Regions from separate parts of the Podarcis muralis genome. Here region 2 is linked to region 1. The links are chromatin contacts, called in public Hi-C maps. All regions are on one chromosome and are shown on one strand. Each heading gives the region's core, a stretch centred on a gene start, on an enhancer-like site or on the middle of the called end of the contact. The rest is flanking DNA. Distances are from core to core; before and after follow the strand shown.

Region 1 (7,643 bases), core at 3,060-5,559:
GCTTATTTATTATTCATGAGCTTTCCCGGGCCCCCCCAATATTTTTTATAAGTCTGCGTCCCTGTAAATACTTGTAGAGTATTGCATTGTCTGAAACTCGAGGGATGGGGTGCAGAAAGCACTGCTACTGCATGACCTCCATTCAGTTCAATAGGGCTTGCATGGGAGTTTGCCTACATCACATTAGGATCAAGAGGTGTTGTGGAATGGATGGTTTTCAATTTCTGTAGTGCCTAATACAATATAAAAGTTGTCAAAACACATATACACACAGAGAGAGTAAATGTTTCTCTGTTTTTCTGTTACAGGGCGGGTTCTGTATTACTAACTGAGCTGGTTTCATATTTGTCAGATCAGGTGCAGAGTTCATTGGTGCTTCGATGACCGTCAGAAAATGTTCAATTAAAAGATGAAGGAAGGCAGTAAAGTGTGAAGCTCTCTTGTGCTTCGGACCAGGAGCGGTCAGTGGGGTGCCCTGTAGATGCTTTGGGCAGCGCCTCCCATTGATGGCTGTTGACCATCCAAGATGACCATTGACCACCCTGGCTGGAGGTGGCAGGAGTTAAGAAGCACCTGGAGAGAATCACGTTGGCTCCTTTTGGCCCAGATGGACCATCAGTATTATGGTGATATGAGCATTTAGCAGCACCTAAGTTTAGAGGTCTGTGTGAGCTGGTAGCTAGCCTGAGAGAGTTCAGTGATCATTGTCCTAGTGGAATAGAAGCAGGCATCCTTTTAATGCCAAGCAATCTTCTCTAGGAGTAGAGAAAAGAGGCAGGGAACCTGCTCTAAGCCATCAAATTGTCCTTTTGAGATAGGACTTCTGAGGATACTTTAACTCTTTCTAGTTTTGTATGCATTCCTGTTTCTACTCCTTGGAACTTAAAGCTTTCTGAGTTGCACACTATAATGCAGTGCAATTGTCTGACTTTTCATACTTCATTCCGGTTCACTAAGCTTACTGTTAAGGGCACATATCATGAAAGTCTACATACAATGATGGTTCAGAAATGACTGTAGAACTGGGCCATTTCCCAAAAAGGTGTTGTGCATTTTTAGTCTAATGGTTCTTGCTGAGGTGAGAGACTGCTTTATGTTTTAAAATATATGCACTTACCCTTTTTTAAAAACAACAATAAACAACTCTTGGCTTTAGGCTCCACTTTCAAGATCTTGAACAGAATACTATATGACAAAATACTGTGTTTCCACTTAATACTGTTTACAAATGTTATCTTCTCTTACTATTTTTGATACAGATAATACTGTTTGTAAGCTATAAACTTTCTCGAATCTTTGGGCAAAGTTTCTGTGGGGAAAAAACATGAATGGGAATATATAGGAATGCCAGCGCTGTATGCTGCTGTTATTGTAATAAAAATATCCAAATGATTTTTTCAAAGTATTATTACAAGGTGGTTTTTCTCCCGCTTTAAGTAGGTTTATTGTTTCATGTGATTTGGAAGGCATTCCTTTATATCAAAAATTTAGGTCCAAGAAAGAAAGAAATTGAGGTCCATGGTCTGCATCTTTGTGTTTCTCAAGTACCGTATTTTTCGCTCTATAAGACGCACCAGACCATAAGATGCACCTAGTTTTTGGAGGAGGAAAACAAGAAAATTCTGAATCCCAGAAGCCAGAACAGCAAGAGGGATCGCTGCGCAGCGAAAGCAGCAATCACTCTTGCTGTTCTGGCTTCTGGGATAGCTGCGCAGCCTGCATTCGCTCCATAAGACGCACACACATTTCCCCTTACTTTTTAGGAGGGAAAAAGTGAGTCTTATAGAGCAAAAAATACGGTAGTCACTGCAGTGGTTTTCTCATCCTGAAATGCTTCGTGTACATGTCACTCTGGTGACCAACTTGGTTCAGTTGGGGATTGGATGGTTCAAAAAAGAAAGCACATAGATCTTGTGGATCGTCTTGCATTCCAACCCCACTACCGCTTTGTTATTAAATTGCTAAGGGAGATAATCGGCATCTATAAAGTCAGAGAAAACTTTCATAACCAACCATTGGGATTCCCCTTCCTCACCATGCAGAAAGAAGACATATATTCCCTCTTTATCATAGAATCACAGAATTTGAATGGACCTTGAGGATCATCCAAGTCCAACGCCCTGAAATGCAGGAATATGCAGTTGTCCCACATGGGATCGAGCCTACAACCTTGGCATGCCATGCTCTAACCAGCTATCAATGCTTTCCTTTCCTTTTACCCCATGGGGCTGCATTCACAGCTACCAAGCACATAAGTTGCATTGGGCTATCAGACAAGAGGGAAGATGGTAGGACTGATGAGATATTTTTAAGGCATCAGTGCAGGGGCAGTCAACATGTTGCCCTCCAGATGTTGGAGACACCTGTTGGTTGGTCTTCTCCCAGGCTTTTGACTAATTGGAAGAAATATGGCCTTTTAAACTGGGGCAGGGAGTGGAGTTATTGCTCTCTGTTGCTATGTTACGTATTTTTGTGTTTTTATATTATAAACCACCCCGTGGTCCTCAGATGAAGGGCGCTATAGAAATTCAATAAATAATAATGGCAATAAAGCTCTGAATAGGCCCTGAGTTGCTGGGAACCACAGGTGCTGCTTACCTGCCGGCCGTGCTTGTGAGCTGCCTGTAGGCTTCTGGTTGGCACCATGAAAGCAGGATGTTGGAATAGATGGGCCATTGGCTTGATCTAGCAGGGTGGTTCTACTGCAGATATTAATATTGTGCAGCATGGATGCATAAAAGCTGACTCCTTTTGGAAGAAAAAATCGTCCAGACCCATAATTACTATTCAAAGCTTTACTAACCTGCTGCTTTCTGAATCCTAACCTGCTGCATTCTGAATCCTATTCTTAAAAAAACAGGTACAAAAACATAAATGATGCATCCAAAAATATGTATAAGACATATGCATATTTGAGCATATGTTCTTCTTAAATATACATAACATAACTACGATCAGAGTAAAAATCAAATCTCTCTCCCTTTAGCTTGCATTAGCCTGCATCCAGCTCCTTGAGATAGGGTTGCCATATTTCAAAGAGTGAAAATCCGGACGGAAAAGTTGTTGAGCTTTGCCCAGAGTTGTTTATGGGAAATTGGCACTGCCGACATGGGCTGCCATACATATTTTCCTGGATAACTACAAATTTCCACCCGGACAATGCTAGAGACAGCAGTATTCCATATATGTCTGGGAATATATGCTATAGGGTCAGTTATGGACCTAATAGGTATCTAAAGCTATTTGCACATAACAAATAAGAGCCTACACAACACAAAACACTGTTGCTGTATGTAGGTTTTATTTTATTTGTTTTTTATCTTATATTTTGGAAATGTACATCCAGTTTCCCCCCCCCCCTTAAATTTTTTGGGGGGCCACCAAGAGAGTGGGGCCCTAAGCTTATAGCTTGCTTAAAGGTAAAGGGGCCCCTGAACATTAGGTCCAGTCGTGGCTGACTCTGGGGTTGCGGCGCTCATCTCACTTTATTGGCCGAGGGAACCAGCATACATGGCCAGCATGACTAAGCTGCTTCTGGCGAACCAGAGCAGCGCACGGAAACGCCGTTTACCTTCCCGCCAAAGCGGTACTGAAATATACTCAGAGTCGAGTGTGGATTCCATGCTCTTTATTCAGCTCATAGTGGTGAGGAGGAATGGAAGTTCCCCCACAATATCTGCTTTATATATATTATTTACACAATGGGCTGCATGCGATTGGCTAATTCCGGGATTCTCCTGTAGGCCAATCAGGTTGTGGATTCACTTCCACCTGGAGCTGGATTGGGTGGCTCCTGCTGACCAACCATACTGTTCCATTGTTCTAGGACCAATCAGACTGCTGCATTTTGGATCCTATTGTTCTAGGACCAATCAGACTGCTGCATTTTGGATCCTATTCAATTCAATACATAACAGGTACCTATTTATCTACTTGCACTTTGACGTGCTTTTGAACTGCTAGGTTGGCAGGAGCAGGGACTGAGCAACGGGAGCTCACCCCGTCGTGGGGATTTGAACCGCCAACCTAATCCTGCCCACAGCCATCCCTGGGTAGGCTCGAACCAGCAGCCTTCTGGTTAACAGCCAGACGTCCTGACCCACTGCAGCACAGGATTTTTATCTCTATATAGATTGAGATGACTCTGTATTTCTATCTCTATGCGAACCACTACCGCCCGCCCACGCGGTCACTTCCGGTTTAACGCAAGTGAATGCCGTTTGGTTTTCATTTTAAACCGGAAGTGTCTGTAACCGCTCTATATTCTATCTCTCACTTATTGTAAATCTAGGCACGACTCCTCCCCCCTCAGTCGCAGTTGTTTTACGTCACGAGAAGGCGCCCTCTTCCGCTAGCCCTGCCGCCGGGTCCGCTGAGGTGGCCTGAGGAAATTGGGCTCCCCCTCGCCATGGCGGACATGGAGGAGCTGTTCGGCAGCGATGCTGACACCGAGCCGGAGCAAAAAGGTAACGTGGGCGGGGGGGGGGGGGAGACACGGACGCCGGGGGAGGGGGCATATCGCATTGTGTCACGCATGCGCGGAAGGAGGCCTTGGCTTTTAACCTCCCCCCCGCCGCCTTTTGATTCCTTTCAAATTCTCTCCTCTTTCTTGTTCGCGCCCGGAGCTCAGCCCCAAGGCTTGTTTTGGTACCAGAGTGCACGAGAGGCGGCCATGCAGAAAAAGAGATCCTCTGAGCATGAGCAAAATGCCATGCAGAAAAAGAGTTCCTCTGAGCATGAGCAAAGTGCCACGCAGAAAAAGAGTTCCTCTGAGCATGAGCAAAGTGCCATGCAGGAAAAAGAGTTCCTCCGAGCATGAGCAAAGTGCCATGCAGGAAAAAGTTCCTCTGAGCATGAGCAAAGTGTCATGCAGAAAAAGAGTTCCTCTGAGTATGAGCAAAGTGCCATGCAGGAAAAAGAGTGCCTCTGAGCATGAGCAAAATGCCATGCAGAAAAAAGAGTTCCTCTGAACATGAGCAAAGTGCCATATTTGCAATGCAGCTGGGATGAGGCGGGAGAAGAGGGCTGGATGCTTTCAAGTTTGTTTCCCGCCCCTGCCCCGTTTTTCATTCTTGCAACCCCGTGAGGGAGGCTAGGCTGACAGTGAGCGATGGGTTGAATCTTACCTGAGTGTCTCTCCCCCGACCCAACTGTGAGCGCTGATTTACCTGCAATCAGATTTCAGTTGTCCGTCCCCCCCGTTCACAGTTTCATCTTCTCATCCTTCTATAAGTTGGGGCTTGTGAGACTGGTTTGAAACTCCAAAACTCGCAATATGTGAATGGGGCAAGTGCAAAGGAAGGCATGGTTTCTGTACCTTTTAACAGCTGCGTGACAACCGGGGGGGGGGACTTTTCTCATGCTTTTGTCACAAGCTATGGTTACTATAATCCAGTATTTCTCAAATTTGGGTCCCCAACTGTTGAGCTACAACTCCCATCATGCCTAGCTAGCAGGACCAAGGGTCAGGAGTCATGGGATTTGCAGTCCAACAACAGCTGGGGACTGAAGTTTGGGAAACACTGCAATCCTTATGTGCCACTGTTAAAGGTACAATACAGTCGTACCTTGGAAGTCGAATCCGTTCGACTTCCAAAACAGAAGCCAAAGCACGGCTTCTGATTGGCTGCAGGAAGGTCCTGCAGCCAATTGGAAGCCATGGAAGCCACTTTGGACATTAGGGTTCCAAAGACCGTTTGCAAACCGGAACACTCACTTCCGGGTTTGCGGCATTCGGGATCCAAAACATCTGAGTACCAAGGCCTTCGGGATCCAAGGTACGACTGTAATTTCCTTTTCATCTGGTCACAATGTTGTGGTCTCTGTCTGTTCATTCGTCTCCATCCCCCTTCTCACCCATGCACCTCTGTTCTGAAATTCTTCTTCATTTTAGGTACCCTGCAAGAACATCTTAAACAATGCTGCTAGCGTGTATTGTTTTACATAGTGGTTTGCCGTGGGGTTTTTTTCTCAGATCACAGGAGACTGGTGTACTCCATGACACACTTGTGGACCTTGAATCAGATTTCTCAGAAACAGATATGTGTGTCTTCCTACTCTTTGGGCAGACCCACCATCTATTAAACTGGAGGCCACTATCAAACAAGGGATTTTTATTGTGGTGATCTCCAAGCTGTACACTACCTGGTTCTGTGCACTAGATCCAAGGTCTTGGTGTCTTTTAAAAAAGAAAGAAAGAAAAAGAAAACAAGCAAGGGAGACCTTTTTTAGACAGGCTGTTTAGGGTTCGATGTGTGATGGTTGTCATATTGGCAAGCAGAGTGGTGTAGTGCAAGATAAAAAATGTAATTTCTGCCCAAATGCAAATATCATTAAGTCACCCATCCTCAGACTGATTCCCTGCAGGTGTTTTGTACTACAACTATTGTCAGCCCTAGCCAGCACCAAAATGCTGTGACCGTGTCGGTTGTTGTCAAGTCAGTCTATAGCATCCTCATAAATAAAACCACAAAAGTTACTAGTCAATAACAGTAATTGCCAGTTTACCTATCAGTCACATTCTCATGCCAGTCATACGTGGCTTAAAAGCTGGGGATAAGCCAGCTTGGATAATATTTTTCTTATGTGGTCATCTCGTGGTGATTCTTATTTTGCACAGATGACCAGGAGAGCTGATCTTTATGGGCCAGTTTATAGCATAATGGGACTAAATAGCAGTGTCTTAAATATTGTTTTTTTTTACTTATGAAAATATTTATACACTATGTGGTAAAAAGAAAAATACCCAAGTAGTTTACAGTAATAATACATACAACATACAATAAAAATCATATTTAAAAAGTTAAAATAGACATTAATTAACCATTGTGGAAAGATGCAGTCTGAATTGCCTGTATAGACAATTTAAAGTTGACAATTTAAAAGTGACGCTCCTGCAGGTGATCTCAGTGATCAAGCTTGGACATAATGGTTCAGGCTATCCTGTTTTTACTTCAATCTTCCAGGACATTCTATACAAGATCTTAAAGTAGCTGCCTTACTGCAAAAGAATTTTAGAAATACACTTGAAAGAGAAGTTGCTGAATTACAACTTATTACCAAACTAAAAACTATGGAGAGACCTGGTCTGAATAGAGATATTGGATTCATGTCCCATTATACATACTAAAGCTAATTTTGATCATCTATCGCTTTAAAAATCCCTTGTCCTTCCCTATGGAACCAACTGCCATCTTGTTATTTATTATGACTATGACAGATCAACACAGCTATCCACCTGAACCTGTTTTTACTGTTTTGCCCATTTTCAGTCAACATTTGCTTTACTTCTACGTAGTACTTGAGTCAGGATTGTTCCTGGACTACTACTTAAATTATGATTTTTCACTTCTGTCAGTGTTTTCAGCAAAGTGACTAGTTCTTCAAATTGCATATATCTGATGGATTTGCTTCCTTTTGACTAGGTGAACATAAATACAGTGGTACCTCTGGTTATGTACTTAATTCGTTCCGGAGGTCTGTTCTTAACCTGAAACTGTTCTTAACCTGAAGCACCACTTTAGCTAATGGGGGGCTGCTGCTGCTGCACCGCCGCCGTGCGATTTCTGTTCTCATCCTGAAGCAAAGTTTTTAACCCGAGGTACTATTTCTGGGTTAGCGGAGTCTGTAACCTGAAGCGTCTG
Region 2 (7,643 bases), core at 2,914-5,413, 230 kb before region 1:
TGCTCTTTGCTTTTAAGCAATTCTTGGGTAAGAGAGAATGATGTGAAAGGTGATATTTTGTATTTCCCACCGTGCTTCCCAGCACAGTGACTACTGAGAGCTATAGTATCTAGCAAATACGCAAGGTGTCAGAACCACAAAAAGTACCATAAATGAAAACAACCTCATCCATGAACATAATGGATGGATCAGGAGTTGAAAGGGCAAAGTAGGGAAATGGATTCTATCTGTATAAGGAACAGGTATGCTAACTGTTTTGTGGAATTTAAGTATACATAAATTCTTCGATGTCCCCTTTTTCATTTTTTTTTTAAAATATTGAGTTTTCCATATTTAATTACGTCTCATTACACAAATCTATAACATAAAGCATTGCTCAGACAGAGCATCAACTTCCTTCCCTCCCTCTTTCTGACTTCCAAACACCTTTTACTAAATTCTCGCATTTCTACAATCACTTTTTTACCTTAAATCTTCTTCTTTTTTATGAAAATTACCTCCTTATATGTAAATCGCTTCCTTATTTTCACATTACAAAGCATTTCAATTCAAACCTACAAACATTTTCAGATGTTTACAATTTTCTTTCTCTTTGACATCTGATGGGAGGGCGTTCCACAGGGCGGGTGCCACTACCAAGAAGGCCCTCTGCCTGCTACCCTGCAACTTGTCTTCTCACAGTGAGGGAACCGCCAGAAGGCCCTCAGTGCTGGACCTCAGTGTCCAGGCAGAACGATGGGGGTGGAGACGCTCCTTCAGGTATATTGGACTGAGGCTATTTAGGGCATTGAAGGTCAGCACCAACACTTTGAATTGTGCTTGGAAACGTACAACCACAGCTTTCCTCTTGAGTCAAAGAGCTGTGTCTCATAATACCTACTGGCAGGTCAAACAGTTACTGACGATCCAGCAAGAACACAGAACATCATTCCAAATTGCAAAAAAATAAAATTTGCTGTCTGGACCGGGTTTTCTTGTGGATTTAGCCTAGAGACATACAGTAGTAGTTGTTTTTAAAGAGAATTGAAAATGGTTTAAGAGATGTTTCCTTTTCTTTGGAACACACCAATATTTTTGGGGTCACAGTATCATCTCTGGTCAAGCAGGTACTGCAGGTCTTGGAAAAGACGACAGAATTAGGCAGCCCCTGTTTATTAGAGGGAAACATAGGATGAGTGTAGACTTCATCATTAACAACCATCTCCCTTTCAAACCACCTTCAACTTTGTGTGAAAACTATCCATTCTCAGCCTGTCATTCATAGGATTCCTAAGAGTTCCTTTCCTATGAGCCCCATGAATTAATTTGAATGGCAGGAGTCTCTTGGTGTGCACAGCTCTTTGGATGGATGTCACTGTTTACTCCATTGAGATGAATACAGAAGCCTTTGCAAACAGAGGAGCTCAGTCTATGTAAACAAATCTGCACCCATCACAAGCAGAAAATGGATTGCAATAACCTCCCCCAAACGTATCTCCACAGCCACTAGTGCTAAAAAATTGTTTTGTGTGTGTGTCCGCTGCAGTTCTGAGGAACCTAAATTTCACTGTCCAGTTCAGTGCTATCCCAAAATGCTCTATATAGCACTTCTAAAATGTATTTTTGGTCGAAAGGCAGCATTCAATGCAGTACACCACATTGACCCTCAGGCTTATTACATTCCCCCTGTTTCAAAGTTATTCATCTCATTTTCCTGATTTTGTTATTTTTAACAAAGAATCATGGCAGCAGCACAAGCACATCCTTGGCAATTCATTAATTTGCCTTCGGCCGCTCATAATTGACTGAATTTGGAAGGTTTATTGCTCAGCATTGGGCTAGGAATAAAGAGTTGTCAAAAGAGCATAGAGTAATTACAGCGGAAGAAGGAAAGGCAGCTGTGGGAGACAAATTTCTTTTTGATTGTGTTAGCAAATTTGGGAACCTAATTTAAAGCTACATGATCATTAGCCTAGAAGCACAATGACGGGAAGGAAAACCACGCCACATGGGGCCTGGAAATTGATCTGCCTGGTTTTCTGTCTCAGTATTATACAGTATCTTTGGTTTAAACCGATTTCTAGTGATACCTTACTAAAGGTGGCCACACCAAGGAAGCTTTGGGATCTTTCAGTTATCAGTACAATTATGAGGATTTTCTAGAACTCAGATTCCACAATGTACTATTCTCGTTTTGTAATCTGTATGATAGTAAGAAGGCCAGAATACACCATCACTACCTTCAGCGATAAATATGAAGCTGTAGCAAGTTCACTTTTGAGCATGTACAAAGTATCCTTCTGAGCAAACCCAGGCATATGTTCAAAGACAGCTTCTATGTGCAAAGTGCCTTAACTTTTTCTTCATAACTAAATAAGAGTGAAAGCATTCGTGCGCACACACATGAACACACACACACACACACAAAATATGCTTGTAGATAGCTAAGGTTTCAGGCTGATTAATAAGATTTTGGACTCTGAGCTCCTGGAACTACCAAGATGGCCCCATGATTTATGTTACAATATTCACCACATAAAATACAGTGGTACCTCTGGTTAAGTACTTAATTCGTTCCAGAGGTCCGTACGTAACCTGAAACTGTTCTTAACCTGAAGCACCACTTTAGCTAATGGGGCCTCCCACTGCCGCTGTGCCACCGCCACGCAATTTCTGTTCTCTTCTTGAAACAAAGTTCTTAACCTGAAGTATTATTTCTGGGTTAGCTAATGGGGCCTCCTGCTGCTGCCGCACCGCCGGAGCACGATTTCTATTCTCATCCTGAAGCAAAGTTCTTAACCCGAGGTACTATTTCTGGGTTAGTGGAGTCTGTAACCTGAAGTGTATGTAACCTGAAGCGTATGCGAACTTGAGGTACCACTGTATATTATTTATTATTATTATTATTATTATTATTATTATTATTATTATTATTATTATTATTATTTAATTGATTAGCCACCCTTCAACCTAAGGTCTCAGGACAGGTTACAAGAATTAAAACACAATGTTAAAAGCAGCTTAAAACAACTTATAACCACAGAATAAGTTGGTTCTTTAAAAGAGGTGTGTTTGGTATTTACTGAAATCTGTATATTGAAGATGCCAGATGCAGCTCTGTGGGAAGAGAGTTTCACAGCTTGGAGCTGCCACAGAGAAGGCCCTCTTCTGGGCCGCCTTCACCCCAAGCTTCTGAGGGCAAGGGAACAACCAATAAGAACCCCTCTGCCACTATTAACACCCAAGAAGGTCTGTAGGGAGGGAGGCCGCCTTTCAGGTATTTGGGACCTGGGTAGAATAGGGTATTAAGCACTAATGTCAGCACCTTGAATTGGGCCCAGAAGCAAAGCAGCAATCAGTTATTACTGTCTGCATTTCTTTGTGTTTCTTTTCCCTGTAATCCCACTGTTTCTATTTCCACACAAACAGTTTATTATGCCACAATAAATTTGTTGGCCTTGAAGGTGCCACAAGGCTCTCTGGATACTGTTTAATATACACCTCTGAAAACTCATAAAGAAGCCTAAAAAGATCTTTTTTCACCTCTCAAACATGTGTGTATGTCTGTGTATGCGCGCACATTTCTGCTCTTCACAAGATAGAAGATAAAAGGTGAACTGTGGCTAAACTGATTTATCATGCTCTGCAGCTCAGGAAAGATGAAACTGCTCTGTGCAGAAGGGTGTGAGTGGAATGTGGGGGTGGTGATTTAGCTATTATGCTCGCTTGCTGCTGCTGCAACGGGTCTGAATTTTGCCAAGGGAAAACCCATCCATCGCAACAACTTGCTTTTCTATACTGTCTGCAGATGGAGTCTTTCTCCAGAAAGCTCACCAGATTGGCTGAGGTTCCCTGATTCTGCCTTAACAGCCTTCCCCTTAAAAAAATAATAATAATCGCCTAACAGATGAAACAATGCTGTTCTCACTCTCCAGCCTTGGTGATTGAGAAGCCAAGTTGCTGCACGTCATAAATGTGAATCATATGCCTTGCACATCATTTAAACAGATGCTGCTTGCAGAATAGAGATATAGATCACCGTCAACGCTCTTGACCTTTTCCTCTGCTTAGAATGGGCACAGGGGCGTTCTGTGGGTGGAGATTTTGTATGCATGCAATTCCGGAGGCAGGAATCCCCTGCCTGTGGATTTCAAGGCTTGCTGCTGGCTCGGATAGAGCAGCTTTATCCAACAGGCTGGGCTGGGCTAGAGAGCTGCGTGTAGGTCCAGGTGGTGCACGCATGCTCCCACATCCGCAGCCCCCCTCCCTCCCATTCTCCTCCCCGATCTCCTCCCCTTCTTTCTCCTCCCACCCCTGTCCGGAGCTTTCAGCGGGGAAAGGACCTCGCTCGCCTATCGATCAGGGCAAGGGAAGAAAAGGAGGAGGAGGCTGAGCAATAAGGGCTCGAGCCTTATCCCGGAGCGGTGAGCTGCAGCTGCGGCTCCTGTGATTTCAGCACCAAGAGTGCTGGACAGCTCCCATTGCGGCGGGCGAGGTGCCGCTGCCAGTTGGGTTCAGTCTAGGTCCGCCAAGGGAGGCATTGACACACAAAGCCTGCTGGAAAGAAGGGAGGGAAGCAATTTTTTATCTTGCTGAAGCAGCCAGGGGATCCTCTCCTCTCTGGTTTTGCCGCAAACCTTTCTCCAAAGCCACGGTCAGAGCAGCAAAGAAGACCTAACACACGGGAGGATGCTTCTCAAGCTGTCCTTATTGATACCGGTGCTGGCACTGATTGTAGGCCAGGTACATGGATTCCCCAAGCCCGAGGGCACTAGAGGAGGTAGGTACTTTAAAAGGTAAAAGGTATAGCACCTATTTTGAAAGGCACAGCCCCTATTTTGAAACTTCCCAGTGTTGGGTAGGTGGGTCATCTCTTCTGATCATTCATTCCTGCATAGCTGTGAGAATTGGGACACTTTATTTTATTTTATTTAACCAAGTTGATCCAGTTTCCTCTAGTGACTATCGACATATTACATGCCATTCTGTTTTGAAATCACTGCCAAGGGTCATAGCTGAACAAGGTGGATAAGTGTGCCAAGGTAAAAAGCAAAATGGCATATTTCTCTTCCACCCACCCACACCCACCCCGGATAATTGGAAGGAAATGAATGTTTATTCTCTTTTTTATGCTAGATTTTCTTCATTCTGGAGTGTATTCTGAGACAGCCTGATCTGTAGTGCAGCAGTTTTCCACGTCTCTCTTTGTGGGGATTGCTCTGAATGTCATAAAATCTTTTAAGCTCTTGATTATTCCAATCCGATTAGATTACTGCTATTTTAGTCCAGCGCTTATGTGAGGTTTTTCTTTTTTATGCGTGTGTGTGTGTTGGTTTTCTGCTTGAGAAAATGTAGGAACAGTCCAGCGTGAAGGAGATATTCAAGGCTAATTTCCTAAACAAAGGCAGGAACCAGGCAAACTGTACCCTCCTTCCTTTCTGTGACGTACAATGTAATCCTATGCATATTTCCTCAGAAGTTCAGTGGGGCTTACCTCCTGAAAAGTATGCATAGGATTACAGATTTAGCTTCAGCATCTTCAATATTTATATCCCAGGAACTGATGTTTAAATACATGCATGGTATTAAGGGTAGATTGTTTAATACTATAACTTGTTTATTGTTAGTGTGTGTGTGTGTGTGTGTGTGTGTGTGTGTGAGAGAGAGAGAGAGAGAGAGAGAGAGAGAGAGAGACTGCATACCACAATTATATGTATATGTGTGTCTCTTTTCTAGATAAAGCTTTACACAACAGAGAATTAAGTGTAGAGAGACCACTAGAAGAACAGGTAGGTAAAACCAGGGTCTATTTATTTATTAAATGTCTATCCTGCCCTTCCACCCAAAGGAGCCCAGGATGGTGAACACCCAAATGATAAAACAAGAAAATGAAAAATAAAATAAAATAATAAAAATAAAAATAAAAACTAATTTAAAGACATGTAAAATACAAATTCTCTTTGAAGTTGTTGCAGATAGCCCTGCTTTTAATTGTCAGGAGAGTCCCAACAGTTTGATGAGATGAATGGAAGAATGGTAGGCCATGTGAGCTGTTGTAAGACTAGTGGGGGGGGCGGAGGGAATGAAGTCTCATGTTGCCATAAAGATTAATAACTATCTCAACTAACTTGTACAAATATACTTGGTTGTAAGCCCACAGAGTTCAATGGCTCTTACACCCAAGCAAGTCATTGCAGCCTTATTTGTGGTGGGAGCTTTCAGCAGGTAAGAAATATAACAGTGCGATCCTAACCACGTCTACTCAGAAGTAAGTTTTACTGAATCAAATGGAGCTTACTCCCAGCTAAGTGGGGTGAGGATGGCAGGCTAATTCATTGGAGGAATAAATCTGATAAAGTAGACTCTTGATGTGCTAAAAGCTCGTGACATAATAACTATGCTAGTCTTCTGAAGGTGTCCTAAGATTCTTGAATGTTGCAGGCTAGTTAGAGTTCAAGAAGAAAATCATTTAACTAGTCAAACAAGCACATGTTTCCAGAGCTCACTTCTAGCCCAGCCAGTGTCTTCTGTCATGACAACTTACAAATTATTCAGTAGACACATATAGCAGGGAAATCCAATAGTGCGCCATTCTTTTTCACTTACCCTGAGAATTTGTCTCGTACAGGCCATATTTACTCAGAGGTAAGTCCCACTGTGATCAACATGGCTTACTTAGATTCATAGATTCAGAGAATTGCAGAGTTGGAAAGCACCCCTACAGTCATCTAGTCCTAAGCAACATGAAAAGCTCCAGAGCACCCTGAACACAATAATTGATATCTTGGCTTCACTCTGTATTGATTTCAGATGCTTGTAACCTCTGGATATGCAATGTCTTAACAGTATGTAAGGGAGGTGGGGGGATTCTTGCAAGAACTGTTCCCTTCTAGCCTTCATAGCCTCTTTCAGCCATGTGAATTTAGTGTCATGTTCCTTCTTTAAAGAGACATAAACGAGGTTATAAATAAAAGTATTTCTGAGCACGAGGTGCCTAATCTCCCACCAGGCTGATCAAGTGTAGCCTGTCTCCAAGGACTAGAGTTTCCTACCCAGATGGAATCAATAGAACTTAAAGCCTGGTGGCTTTCTTTTATTTATTACGCACACAATTTATTTCATTTATATTCCACCTTCCCTCTAAGGAGCTCATGGTTCCCCCCTTCCCATTTTATCCTCACAACAACCATGCTGTTAGGCTAAGAAACAGTGATTGACCGACCCAAGGTCACCCAGTGAGCTTCATAGCTGTGAGGGGTCTAGACCCCCAGTCTCATATGCCTCAGTCCAACCACTCTGGCCACTACCCCACAATGGCTCCCTGTCTCTCACTCTCTCTGTTCCAGCCTGCATTCAAAGCACAGTCATACCTTGGTTTTCGAACAGCTTTAGTTCTCGAACATTTTGGCTCCCAAACACTGCAAACCCAGAAGTGAGTGTTCCGGTTTGCAAACTATTTTTGGAAGCCGAATGTCTGATGGGGCTCCCGCGGCTTCCGATTGGCTGCAGGAGCTTCCTGCTGCCAATCAGAAGCCGTGCTTTGGTTTCTGAACGTTTTGGAAGTCGAACGGACTTCCGGAATAGATTCCGTTCGACTTCCGAGGTACGACTGCATCTTATAAAAGTCATAGTTCATTTTCAACCCTATCGGTATATTACACCCA

What was found. A called contact is a pair of places that touch in the nucleus more often than the background predicts.
Region 2: a contact with region 1 is called in a Hi-C map of blood, with 4 times the contacts expected there. The contact joins the promoter of SCG3 here to the promoter of LEO1 in region 1. A contact is called at or near these places in 2 of 3 Hi-C or Micro-C datasets (blood and tail).

The regions. Positions count from the first base shown.
Region 1 is chr14:10,987,673-10,995,315 of rPodMur119.hap1.1, reverse strand. It overlaps LEO1 (LEO1 component of Paf1/RNA polymerase II complex), which reads left to right and starts at 4,309. Exons shown (of 12, transcript XM_028706168.2): 1 at 4,309-4,466. The coding sequence starts at 4,409. It overlaps LOC114584146 (tropomodulin-3), which reads left to right. Exons shown (of 11, transcript XM_077919060.1): 11 at 1-1,392.
Region 2 is chr14:11,216,146-11,223,788 of rPodMur119.hap1.1, reverse strand. It overlaps SCG3 (secretogranin III), which reads left to right and starts at 4,163. Exons shown (of 11, transcript XM_077918521.1): 1 at 4,163-4,759; 2 at 5,716-5,768. The coding sequence starts at 4,669.